2 separate regions of the Mus musculus genome follow, and region 1 is linked to region 2. The links are chromatin contacts, called in public HiChIP or PLAC-seq maps. All regions are on one chromosome and are shown on one strand. Each heading gives the region's core, a stretch centred on a gene start, on an enhancer-like site or on the middle of the called end of the contact. The rest is flanking DNA. Distances are from core to core; before and after follow the strand shown. Region 1 overlaps Ppa1 (pyrophosphatase (inorganic) 1). Region 2 holds the start of Adamts14 (a disintegrin-like and metallopeptidase (reprolysin type) with thrombospondin type 1 motif, 14).

Region 1 (5,871 bases), core at 488-2,987, 390 kb before region 2:
TCACAGGGAAAATTCAACTTCATTACCTTGCTTCCGATTTCACAAACATCGATTGGGTCGTTGTCACCACAGCAGCCAGTGTGCTTGTCACTGTGTCCTGGGTCTTCCCATGTCTAAAACAAAGCGAGGGTTAGAGTGCAGCACTCTGACACACACACACACACACACACACATACACACACACACACGCTGCTGAACAAGTGCAACCCCCACGAGATCTGCTGAAAAAATACAAACCAGCTACCAGCTGCTTCTAAAACTTTTACAGGCTGGATGTGGGGGTGCACGCCTTAGAATCCTGCACAGCTGAGGCAGAGGCAGGCGGATTTCTGAGTTCAAGGCCAAACTGATCTACAGAATGAGTTCCATGATAGCCAGGACTACATAGAGAAACTGTCAAGGAAAAAAACAAACGAACAAACAAACTTTACAATTTCCATTTAAGAACTTTTAACTATAGAGAAGAATTATAATGAAATGTTGGAGCTTCGATTATGCATATAATGCTAAGCTAAATGTAAGCTTCAGAACAGAGAATGAAACTAGGTGTGTCAATATGTGCCTTTGATCCCAGGAGACAGACGCTGGCAGATCCCTATGAGTTCTAGGCTAGCCATGGCTACACAGTGCCGTCCTGACTCAAAAGCCCAAAACCCAAAACAAGAAAATGATCCTGCTTCGAACACTTAAGTCATATGATGGTGCGTGCCTGTAATCCCAGCACGTGGAAACCGAGGCAGGAGCTCAAGTTCCAGGCTACAGAGGTCTTACTAAGCCACACACAAAGACCCTGGTGTCTCAAACACTAAGGGCTAAGGGTGGGCAGGGTGGGGGTGTGATGTGGTGTGTGACTCAGTAGGAGAGCACTTGTCTAGCATGTGCAAGGCTCTGAGTCTGCTGAGCTGCTCTGGGTACTTACGCCATCTATGTCCTATCAGCTGGAGTCTCTTCATCACAGATTTCTGCCACCCAGAGAGCCCGGAATGGAAATGATAACCTCTGATGGTGAACGCAGCCTTGCTGGCTGGGAGCCAAGGCTGAAAAGCTTAAATTACTGCCTTTCTCTCTTTGCTAAATTGCAGGCCAGAGACTCGGCAGAGCATCTCACAAAGAACTGATCAAGTGTGCGGCCGGCTGTTGGGCTTAAATTGCAGCTGCTGTTAGGTTCCTTTATTCCTCAGCAGAACACACTTATGACTTGGATTTACTTCCCTCTTCAGCTAGAGGAAAAAGATCAAAGTGAACGGGATAAAGCAAGACTGCTTCCAATACCAGGAAGGCAGGAGTCCGCCCCGAGAAGAAGAGCTCAGCACTGTGTCCCCACAGGGACCACACATCAAAGCCAAATACCAAATCAACTCAAGTGCGGTAATTGGGACAGACAAATGACTCTGTGATTACCCAACAAACTAGATGAGTCTGACCTATATGCTAGTAACTTATGATTCACAATGATGCCACTTAATATCACCTAATGATGAATAGGGAACAAACCATTACCCACAGGAAAAACTAAATTGGATATGTGTTAAGTGTCGCATGATCAAATGTATGTCCTTTACTAATAACAGTTACAAGTCTCTTTTGTTCCTGATTTTTTAAGATAGGGTTTTTCTGTGCAGCCAGCCCCAGGCAATCTTTGAACTCAGACATCTGCTGTCCTCCGCCTCTGAGTGCTAGGGTTAACCCCGGCACCCCCACCAAAGCCTGATGACTCACCATCCAAAAACTAAGCAACGCCTTACTATGTGCTTGCGATAGACAGGAAAACAAGGTTCCAGCTGTGTAAGAAGAAAGCTCGCCGTGATCCTGACCCAAAGCTTCTGACCTCAGGAGAACCAAGCCTCCATGTACAAGGCAGTAAGAATGCACACGGGCAGAAAGACAGTAAGGGCTCTTTTCTTCCAAACAACTGTCCAGGTTGAGTGTGATTTGTGTCTCCGAGGAACAGAGGGAGACCACTGTGTCTGCACCACCATTTGGTGTGAGAGTCTTTGGTGACAAGAGTCTTGCTAAAGGTAAACTTTCGGCTCTCAGTATTGCTCCAGCCTCTGGAATGCTGAGTTCGGAGGTGTATGTGATATCTGGGTAGAAATCAAGCCTTTTGGTGTTAACTTCCATTTTAAAATTGTCTTTTTTTTTGCATGTGTTAGTGTGTGTGGGCATATGTCCCATTAAGGTCAGAGGACAACCTGTAGGTGTGAGCTCTCACCTTCTGCCATGGGACTTTAGGACTCAGGTCACCAAGTGTCTGGCAGGCACCTTTAATTCTGGCTGTGTTTTTCAGAGACAAGCTCTCACTATGTAGCTGTGGCTGTCCTACAACTGGCCATGTAGACCAGGGTTTCCTCCAATTTATGTCAGTCCTCCTGCAGGCTGGGCTAACAGGAGAGTGCCCTGCAGGCTGGGCTAACAGGAGTGTGCCCCTAAGCTTGGCTAAGAACCAAGGCTTTAAGTACCAAGGCTCCCTCTTCTCACTACACAATACTAAGTCTGTGAAGAATGTACAGTCGGGAGTCTAAAATGAGTCCATAGAAAACGGAACATTTTAGAAAATCTGAGCTTAAACATAGACATATTCCTTCTAGTTAACCTTGGAAATAAGTCATTAAAATGTTTAAAATAAAATTATCCCATCCAGTGCTTTTCTGCTCTGTGATAGCCAGTATTTTCTGCATTTAAACGTTTGATCAAAAGTGAGTTAATTTTTACTAAGCTAAAAGAAAAAAAAAGTACATTTTTAGCGAGTAAGGAGGCTCTTGGACACGTACCTGAGGGATGGCGCCGTAGTTCCAAATATACCCTTTATAAGGGAACAGATTCGCCACATAGCGGAGCTTCCCCTTTTTCACATCTTGCTTGATTGGGTTTAAAGGGTCCTTTGTAGCAATCTGAAATGAAATGCCAGATGGGTGTGCAACACTGCTGGAGTCAGGATCCAAGAAAACAAATTATGTAGGCATGATCCCCCCTCCGTTATTCCAACTTCAGGATTTGTTTCATCCCTGACATGGTGAAAACTGAACTAAAAGCTCCTCCGACAGCTGTTATGCACAACAACATAGAGAAGAGAAAAAGAACATTCACTAATTCCAGGAACCAAGAAGTAAGACGAGCTGGACCAAACACCAGCATCCCCGAGGAAGGGCACTGTGCTGGCAAGATGGCCACAGAGCAGCACTGCTGGGCTTCATCCCCAGATGGCCTGCAAGCTGACCTCTGCCCGCCACCAACAGCCACACGCATATAAATTATTAAACAAATAACTGCAATTAAAAACAACAATAAGAGCCTTAGGAAACGTACAAAATAATTATTATCCAACGTCAGTTTTCCTTTCTAGTTAAAGTTATTCAAACATCTGAGAGTGTAGCAAATGCAAGTGTGGTCACTGTTAAAACAAACAAACAAACAAACAAACAAACAAACAAAACACCTAAGGAAGCTAGGCATGGTGGTGAACGACCATAATTAATCCCAGCCATCCATCAGGAGGCAGAGGCAGGCAGATGCTGTAAGGTAGAGGCCAGTCTGGTCTATATAGGGAATTCTAAGACATCTAGGACTACATAGGGAGACCCAGTCTCAAAAAACAAAAACAAAAATCCAAGTGATATAAAGTGAGGATCGATAAGGAAAGGCAGCCACGTCACTGTCTGCCATCGGAAAGAAAAGAAACTCAGCCAAGGCCACCGAGCTCTTCCTGCTGAGATGTTCTGGATGTGGCCCCAGCATTTGGGAGGCTAAGACAAGAGGAGGGGAAGGAGCTGAAGGGCAGCCTGGGCTGTACAGCCACACCTTACCTCAATAAGACAAAAAGAGAAAAGAAAGCAGAAGCAAACATTGACAAGCCACTTTGGGGCCATCAGAGGCAGTGGGTGGGACAAGCAGAGGCCTGGGAGAACATCCTGGGACAGGTATGCTGCCAACACAGGAGTAAGGGTACCTGGAGCTGAGGAGGCAGAGACGGGGAACAGTGAGACCAGACACAGGAGACCAGACGCCTGGATACTTCTCATCTTTAAACAAATCAGTTTGGCTGGATAAAAAACTAATGAACACACATGGGGCTGGGTAGTAGAGGGCTCAGCAGGAAGAAAGCCTGCTGCTCATGGAGAGGAAGCCAGTTCAGTGCCACACTGGGCAGTTCACAACTATTTGTAACTTGGGTTGCAGCCGCTCCTACACACTGCAGGGCTCCGCAGGTACCTCAATATAAGTGGCACACTCAGACCCATACATTAACTAAAAAGAATCTGATAAAGATAACTGACATGCCAAGTCTGACGAGCTCTCTTACCTCCATTTTGGCGTTGGACCAGCGTGGAACCTCAACCACCATGTGGAACACATCCTGGAACAAGAGAGACAGTGAGACAAGCACAAGTCACCCGGCCTTATTGCGGCATGGCTCACCTCTCTTCCTCTGAAGCTAAACTACCAACTCTACCAGACAACCGAAGTTAAGGAAATTTCATCGAAGTGGGTGGGGTGAGCAGACAGAATATGGAAGACTCAAGGCCATGGATGCATGGTTACTCACAGCGTGTAATACTCTAAACTTTCCTGTTTTAAATTTTTCTTGTTTTAAATACTCCAGTATTTGGGAGTTTCTCATAAAAAGGAGGATAGGTTTTCAACAAACACAAGACATCTTCTCTCTGGAAATGGCTGTCTTCAGAAAAGCCACCTCCAAAGGCTGCTGCCATTCCTTGCAGTGTCCTGTAAATTACTCAGAGGAGGTTTCCGGTGCACCGTGGGACACACCTGAGCTAGACGAGCCCCTGCTTCAACCCCAATATTAATCAGCCAGATTACCCACAGGATTCTCCAAATTTGGCTGTTTCTCGAAGTCCTTCCGAAGAGAACTAGGGGTTGACACTAATGGTAGGCCTGCCCTCTGATATTTTTTTTAAAGATTTATTTATTTATTTATTTATTACATGTATATATGTGAGTACACTGTGTCTGTCTTCAGACACACCAGATGAGGGCATCATATATCATTACAGATAGTTGTGAGCCACCATGTGGTTGCTGGGAATTGAACTCAGGACCTCTAGAAGAGCAGTTGGTGCTCTTAACCACAGAGCCATCTCTCCAGCCCCCCTGCTCTCTGATATTCTAACTGATGGGATTCTAGTGTAAGCACATCTTAAACATAGACTCCTGCATTCACAGGCAAAAGTCCCCAGAAGCCAGCAGTTTTAAAATGCACACGTCAAGTCAAAGATAGATTTAACAAAGACTCCTGGGTGGAAACGGAACATCATTTTGTCCAAACTGTAATTTTTACCAAGAAACAAGCCTTTACACGAAGGGTTTCAGTTCACAGCCTTTACAAGGACACAAATCAATCTGCAATTGCTCTTTAATAAAATCCTTATCTTTCAGTCAGGTATGGTACCCATCTAGAACCTCAGCATAGGAGGCAGGAACAAGAGAATCATGAGTTTGAAGCCTTCTTGAAGCACACACACACAAAAAGTTTCAAAAAAGAAAGAAAAGAAGCAAATAAAAATAAAATCAGGGGTTTTAATTTCCAGCAGCAATATTCCAAAGATCCACAAGGTGGTGCTGTTGCAACATAAACGATCGGAGGGGGAGGAAATAAGGAACTCGGTTGGTAATTTTTCTTTTCTTTTTCCTCACTCTGCCCCCTGCCCAAGAAATGACATCTAATGCCCAGACATTACAAATACCTGTGATCTCAGCACTCAAAAGGTGAAAGTAGAAGGCTCAGAAGACCAGCCTCTTAAGCTTGAGGTTAGTCTAGGCTACTTGAGACCATATCTCAAAACATAAAAAGCGAGGAGGGGAGGGGGCGCCGCGGCCTGGAGAGATGGCTCAGTGGTTAAGTGCACTCACTGA
Region 2 (5,265 bases), core at 147-2,646:
TGGTTCCAGGGAAGGCCCCAGCTCACAGCTCATGACTCAGACTCAGGGGGTCGGAGCTACAAGTCTATTCTTCAGGGCTTGCTCTGTTGGGGGCAGGAAGGAGTTGCTGGAATCTGGCCAGGGTGCCTGGGCTTTCTAAAGGAATCTTCTCTGGGATGGCTTCTCAGGAGGGAGCAAGTGAGCTATCCTTATGTCACTTGCCACATCTGTTCCCAATTTACAGCTTGGAAGACTGAGGTCCTGGGAAGTCAAGCCCTTATCTTAGAACCACTTCGATTGGCAGAGCTCTGGGGATGAACCTCTGTAGCCTACAGCCTGGTCTTCTCCTTGACTCTCCTTCAATACTGACCCACTTCTTGTCCCATCAGCTTCACACAGCCCCCCCCACACACACACACACCTTGTCATGACCTCACAGGTCTTTAAGAGAAAGACTTAACATTTATTCATCTGGTGGTTGGTTGGTGACATTTCTAACTGAGTGCTTCCATGTTACCTGGAGTATAATGGGTATCAGCTCTCTGAGCTGACTTCAGAAATGAGCTGGCCACCCCAGACCCCAGCATCATTTCAAAGCCATAGCCACAGTTAAACACAACAACAAAATCAAAATAGCAAGGCCAATCAGATCCTCCCTGCTCTAAGTTTCCACCTGTGAGTAGTTTGAATTCGAGTCTCATTGCAAATTATTAAGGACATACTTGTAAAGTGAAGCAAGAACATGGGGTTTTCTGTTGGGCTCTGGGCCCTGACTGTGGAACTGTTCTCAGCGAGCTGCCAAGACAGCATCTGCTCAGCCTGTGGACGCTGTGTTCCTTGCACTACCGTGCTCAGTACTGTGACAGGGGTGGACACGCTGGGTGTTCATCTTTTGCGTGCTGTGGTTAACAATTATGCCACAGATGAAGAAACTGAGACTCAGCACCAGGATTTCCATACGAGCAGTTGGGCTGTAAAGCCTTGCAGCCCCCCCACCCCCTCATATCGTTGTGACCTGACAGTCCACAGCGCTATCATCTGCAAAGTGGGACGATTCAAGGGGTCAGGAGCTAGTTGGGCATCCTGACAGGGGAGGGGGAAGCTCCCAATCTGCGCCTTCAAAATTCAATGGGGACACTCCTGGGTGCGGTGGCTCTGGAGTAGTCACAGAGCCTGCAAACGGGGAGGAGCGGCTATGGGAAGAGGATCAGGCCGTGACTCCGGAAAGCTCTGGCGTCTGAAGGGACGATCACCCCGTACGCCGGGAGCCCCTGCGCGGGCTCCGCGTGGCACTTCCGATCCGGGCCGCATGCCTTAGCTCGCCAGGCCCGCCCCCGCCCCCGGCGCCCGCGCCCCCCGCCCGAGCCGCGCGCCCCGCCCCGCCCGTGTACCCGCCCCGCGCCCCTAGCCCGGCTCGCCGAGTCCCTGCGGCTCGGGACAGCGCGGGCGGACTGAGCTACCGCCGCTGGAGCCAACAGTGAGGGCGCCGTGCTGGGGGGCCGGGAACGGGCCAGCAGGAGGCGGAGGCTGCCGGCTGCTCTGCGATCCGGCAGTCCCGGGACTCTGACTCCTGGAGGTCCCCGTCCCCGCGCAGCCACATGGCTTGGCTCCGAGCTCTGCTCCACTGCCTGCTGCCCTGGTACTGCGCGCTCTGTGCCGCCGCCGGCAGTCAGACCCCAGGTGCGTGCGGGCCGGGCGCGCGGGGACGTGGGGTCTCTGGGGGTGCTGGCGGCCAGAGTGGCTCCTGGATGCAGGAGCCAACCAGGCAGAGTTCGAGGGGAGTGGAAGGCGGTGCGCCTGGTGTGGGTTGAGTTGCTTAGCTTTGGCTGCTTCTAGTAATCCCTGTCCCTTTCCTGTCACTGGAGGTAGTGTGACCTGCAGGAGAGGATTGGGAACTCTTCCAGTGAAGAAAAGTCACAACCCACCCTTCCCCTCACCACCCCAACCCTCCGCCATTGATCTTTCAATGCCCTGTCTCCACTTGTGGGATTGTTTGCACGTGCGCCTCTGAGTGTGCATGTCTAAGATGTCTCACACAGAATCAGGCTAACAGATGATTGCTTCCCATAGAAGAAAACTGTGGGCACTCTTGCTTCTGACCAGTAAGAAGTTTGTACCCTAATTCTCCTCCATAGCATCCTCAGACACTGTAGACCGTCTCCCAGGAAGAGAGCAGAGACATACCACACACATCTCACAGCACGGGTACCCTTCAGGTGCTTTTAGGCAAACAAGAAAAGGCTCTAGTTATTTCCAAACAGGGTTCATGTGCCCAAGTGGGACCGGTCTTGCGCAGTTTTGGGTTCTGCAATCTTAGCTGTCCAGCTAAGAGATAAAGGAGCACCATACTCCGAGTACAGTGTCCTGGGGGATCTCAAGGGTGCATCCTTCCTTTGTGTGTGTTTTATCAGTGCTGCGAGCTGAGGAGGCAAGAAACGGAACTGTGGAGAGTGAAAACTCCTTCCAACTTGTGTCCATGAATCACCAGGCCTGGAAGCCAATGAGCTGTCTTTTCTGACTGGCCGTTCACAGGGAGAAAGCTGGGGCGGGTGAGGATGGGGCCCACTGGCAAATGGCCTACAGCCTGGGGCCATGACCTCACACTTAAGTCAGCCCAAGTGGGCAGGTCACCCCCTGTGTCTCTTTTTATTTTGGAAGCTCTATATTTATCCTGCTTGGGGCTGGACAGTGCAGAAATCTCACAGCCACTGTGATGCTTTAAAAAAAATCTTTCCTTTCTAACCTCGGAAAAATATATAACGGTACATTCCCTCGCTTCCTCCTCCAGCTCCTCCTCTCTCTGTGTCAAGAGCCAGGGTCCCCTGGGTTTCTAGGTGTGTTTGTTTTGGCAGCCACACTCTTGGGAGCTTGGCAAGGGCCCTGCCCCAGGCCGGGCTGGTGACTTCAGCACACTGGGGGAGTTGAGGCAGATCTGGAATTTCAGCCCTTTCTAAGCAGTGCTCAAGGTTGGAAGGCCTGTTGCTCTGATGACAGGACTCTGTTTGACATCATTTATTTACTTCTAATATATATATATATACACACACACACATATACACACATATACATATATATGTATATATACACATATACATACATATGTATATATGTGTGTGTATATGTGTGTATGTATATATATACATATATACACATATACATATGTATATGTGTGTGTGTATGTATATGTGTGTATGTATATATATATACATACACACACATACACACACACACACACACACAACACATATATATACATATATATATATGTATATATATATATATATATATGTATATATATATGCCGATGGCCACAGAGCGAATGTATGTTCACACATTTATGTCTACCTGAATGCCATTCAGCCAAGTTCAGACTGAATGGGGGGTGGGGGTGGGGGCTCAGGTAGCAATGGGCAGAAGGTACTTGAACTTGAGGCTAAGGGACCTGTGATAAGTGATGCTCAGGGCTGCCTATTCATCATCTCCACCCTCACCCTATGACCCCCCATCCCTGGGTTCCCATCTTCCTCTTAACCTCTGCACAGTGCATAGTAAAGTGACTCTGTGTTTACCTCCAACAGACCTGCGCCTCTCTGGGAAACTTCACGACTATGTTGTGACGGTGCCTTGCAGCACAGATTTCCAGGGACGCTTCTTGTCCCATGTGGTGTCTGCCCCCGCAGCTCCCTCACCACGGAGCCACCTCCGCGTGGCTCGCAGCCCCCTGAGCCTGGAAAGAGAGACCCCGAGGCCTGGCGGTCCGAGGCAGCATTTCCTCTACTTTAATGTGACTGTCTTTGGGAAGCTGCTTCACTTGAGGCTGCAGCCGAACCGGAGGTTGGTGGCCCCAGGGGCCCCGGTGGAATGGCAGGAGGACTTTCGGGAACTCTTCCGACAACCCTTGCAGCAGGAGTGTGTGTACACTGGAGGTGTCACTGGAATGCCCGGGGCAGCTGTGGCCATCAGCAACTGTGATGGATTGGTAAGGGACACCACTTTTACTCCTGTTGTACATCAAGTTCCTTCCCCAACCCAGAGCCCCCTATAGATTTGGGATTTCCAAGGAAATGGTATACTACAACACATGTCAATGGCCTGTCTGTCTTCCAAATGGGCATCACCGTGGCTTGCTGGGTGCCAGGCTCTGCCAGGTGTGAGATCGTCCTAGTGAGACAGTACATTTTTAATGGTTTTCCTCACCAGGAATTCACCAACAAGCTACCTGTGGGGACCTCTGGGCCCAGACTAAAACAGGGCTGAGAAAGGCATAGTCTAGGGCAGTGGTTCTCAGCCTGTGGGTCACAACCCCATTTGGAGGTCAAGTGACCCTTGCACAGGTGTCACCTAAGACAACCAGCCACTCAGATATTTACCTCAGGATTCATAACAGTTATGAAGTAGCAAGAGAGATAATTTTGTGTTTGGGTATTGCCACAACATGAGGAACTGTATTAAGGGGGTCGCAGTGTTAGGAAGGTTGAGAAATACTGATGTAGGGTATACTGGTGGCTGCACTTGAAAGCTGTGCAGCTTTGGATAAGCTAACTAACATCTCTGTGCTTCTTTTCCTTGTGATTAAAGCAGGGGTTTACTTATTATTTGCTTATTTTTATTATCATTATTTGCTTATTGAGACAAGGTCTTTCCATGTAACCCTTACAACTTGAGATTCCCCCTGCCTCTGCCTCTGCCTCTTAGTGTTGAAATCATAGGCTTGGGCCCCTCCTCCGCAGCAGGATTTGTTTATCCATTCTGCATCTAGTTCTGCTTCCATTCTGGAAGCTGGGGATGCAACCCGGTCCCTGCCCTTACACACGGGGTGTGATGCTAATACCGTGTGAGCTGTCATTATGTCAGGTGATGCTAACACTGTGTGAGCCAGCTTCCCAGCCAGGCTCAGACGACGGGGGTCACACTGTCATTATGTCATATCTTCTTCTTTCCATGTGTTTCCTCGAAGCTCCCTGCTCTTCACTGACTACTCTACAAGGCCACTCATCCTCAAGATACCCTTACTCTCTCTCTCTGTTGCTCTCTTCTCTCTTCTATCTTTCCTCTCTCTCTTCTCTCTTTCTCTCATACACACACACACACACACAAAATATGTGTGTGTTGGATGCCTGTGTGTGCACACTTGGTCCCCCGTGTACCTGGGTGTGGCAGCCCAAGGTCAGCCCTCTAACCTTTCTCTCGATTGTTTACTTCTGCTAAATCTAAAAAGGACCAGATGGCCGCAGCGAGAATGTACGTTCATTCACACATGTACGTCTCCCTGAATGCCATTCAGCC

What was found. HiChIP or PLAC-seq counts read pairs in DNA pulled down with a chosen protein or histone mark.
Region 1: a contact with region 2 is called in an H3K4me3 HiChIP or PLAC-seq map of embryonic forebrain, with 4 times the contacts expected there. The contact joins the enhancer-like site here to the promoter of Adamts14 in region 2. A contact is called at or near these places in 4 of 39 promoter capture datasets (the 3T3-L1 cell line, hippocampal neurons and pre-B cells), 4 of 484 Hi-C or Micro-C datasets (cortical neurons, myocytes, nephron progenitors and 1 more) and 1 of 115 datasets of contacts at active chromatin or transcription factors (embryonic forebrain).

Annotation. Positions count from the first base shown.
Region 1 is chr10:61,657,932-61,663,802 of GRCm38.p6, reverse strand. Ppa1 (pyrophosphatase (inorganic) 1) reads right to left here. Exons shown (of 11, transcript NM_026438.4): 3 at 4,301-4,354; 4 at 2,772-2,891; 5 at 27-113. Among named protein-coding and RNA genes, the nearest start is that of Ppa1, 12 kb to the right of the region's middle. Within about 2 kb of position 1,737, at least 77 of the 459 cell types and tissues checked have an H3K27ac peak or open chromatin away from gene starts, as enhancers often do.
Region 2 is chr10:61,269,550-61,274,814 of GRCm38.p6, reverse strand. It overlaps Adamts14 (a disintegrin-like and metallopeptidase (reprolysin type) with thrombospondin type 1 motif, 14), which reads left to right and starts at 1,396. Exons shown (of 22, transcript NM_001081127.2): 1 at 1,396-1,659; 2 at 3,558-3,958. The coding sequence starts at 1,578.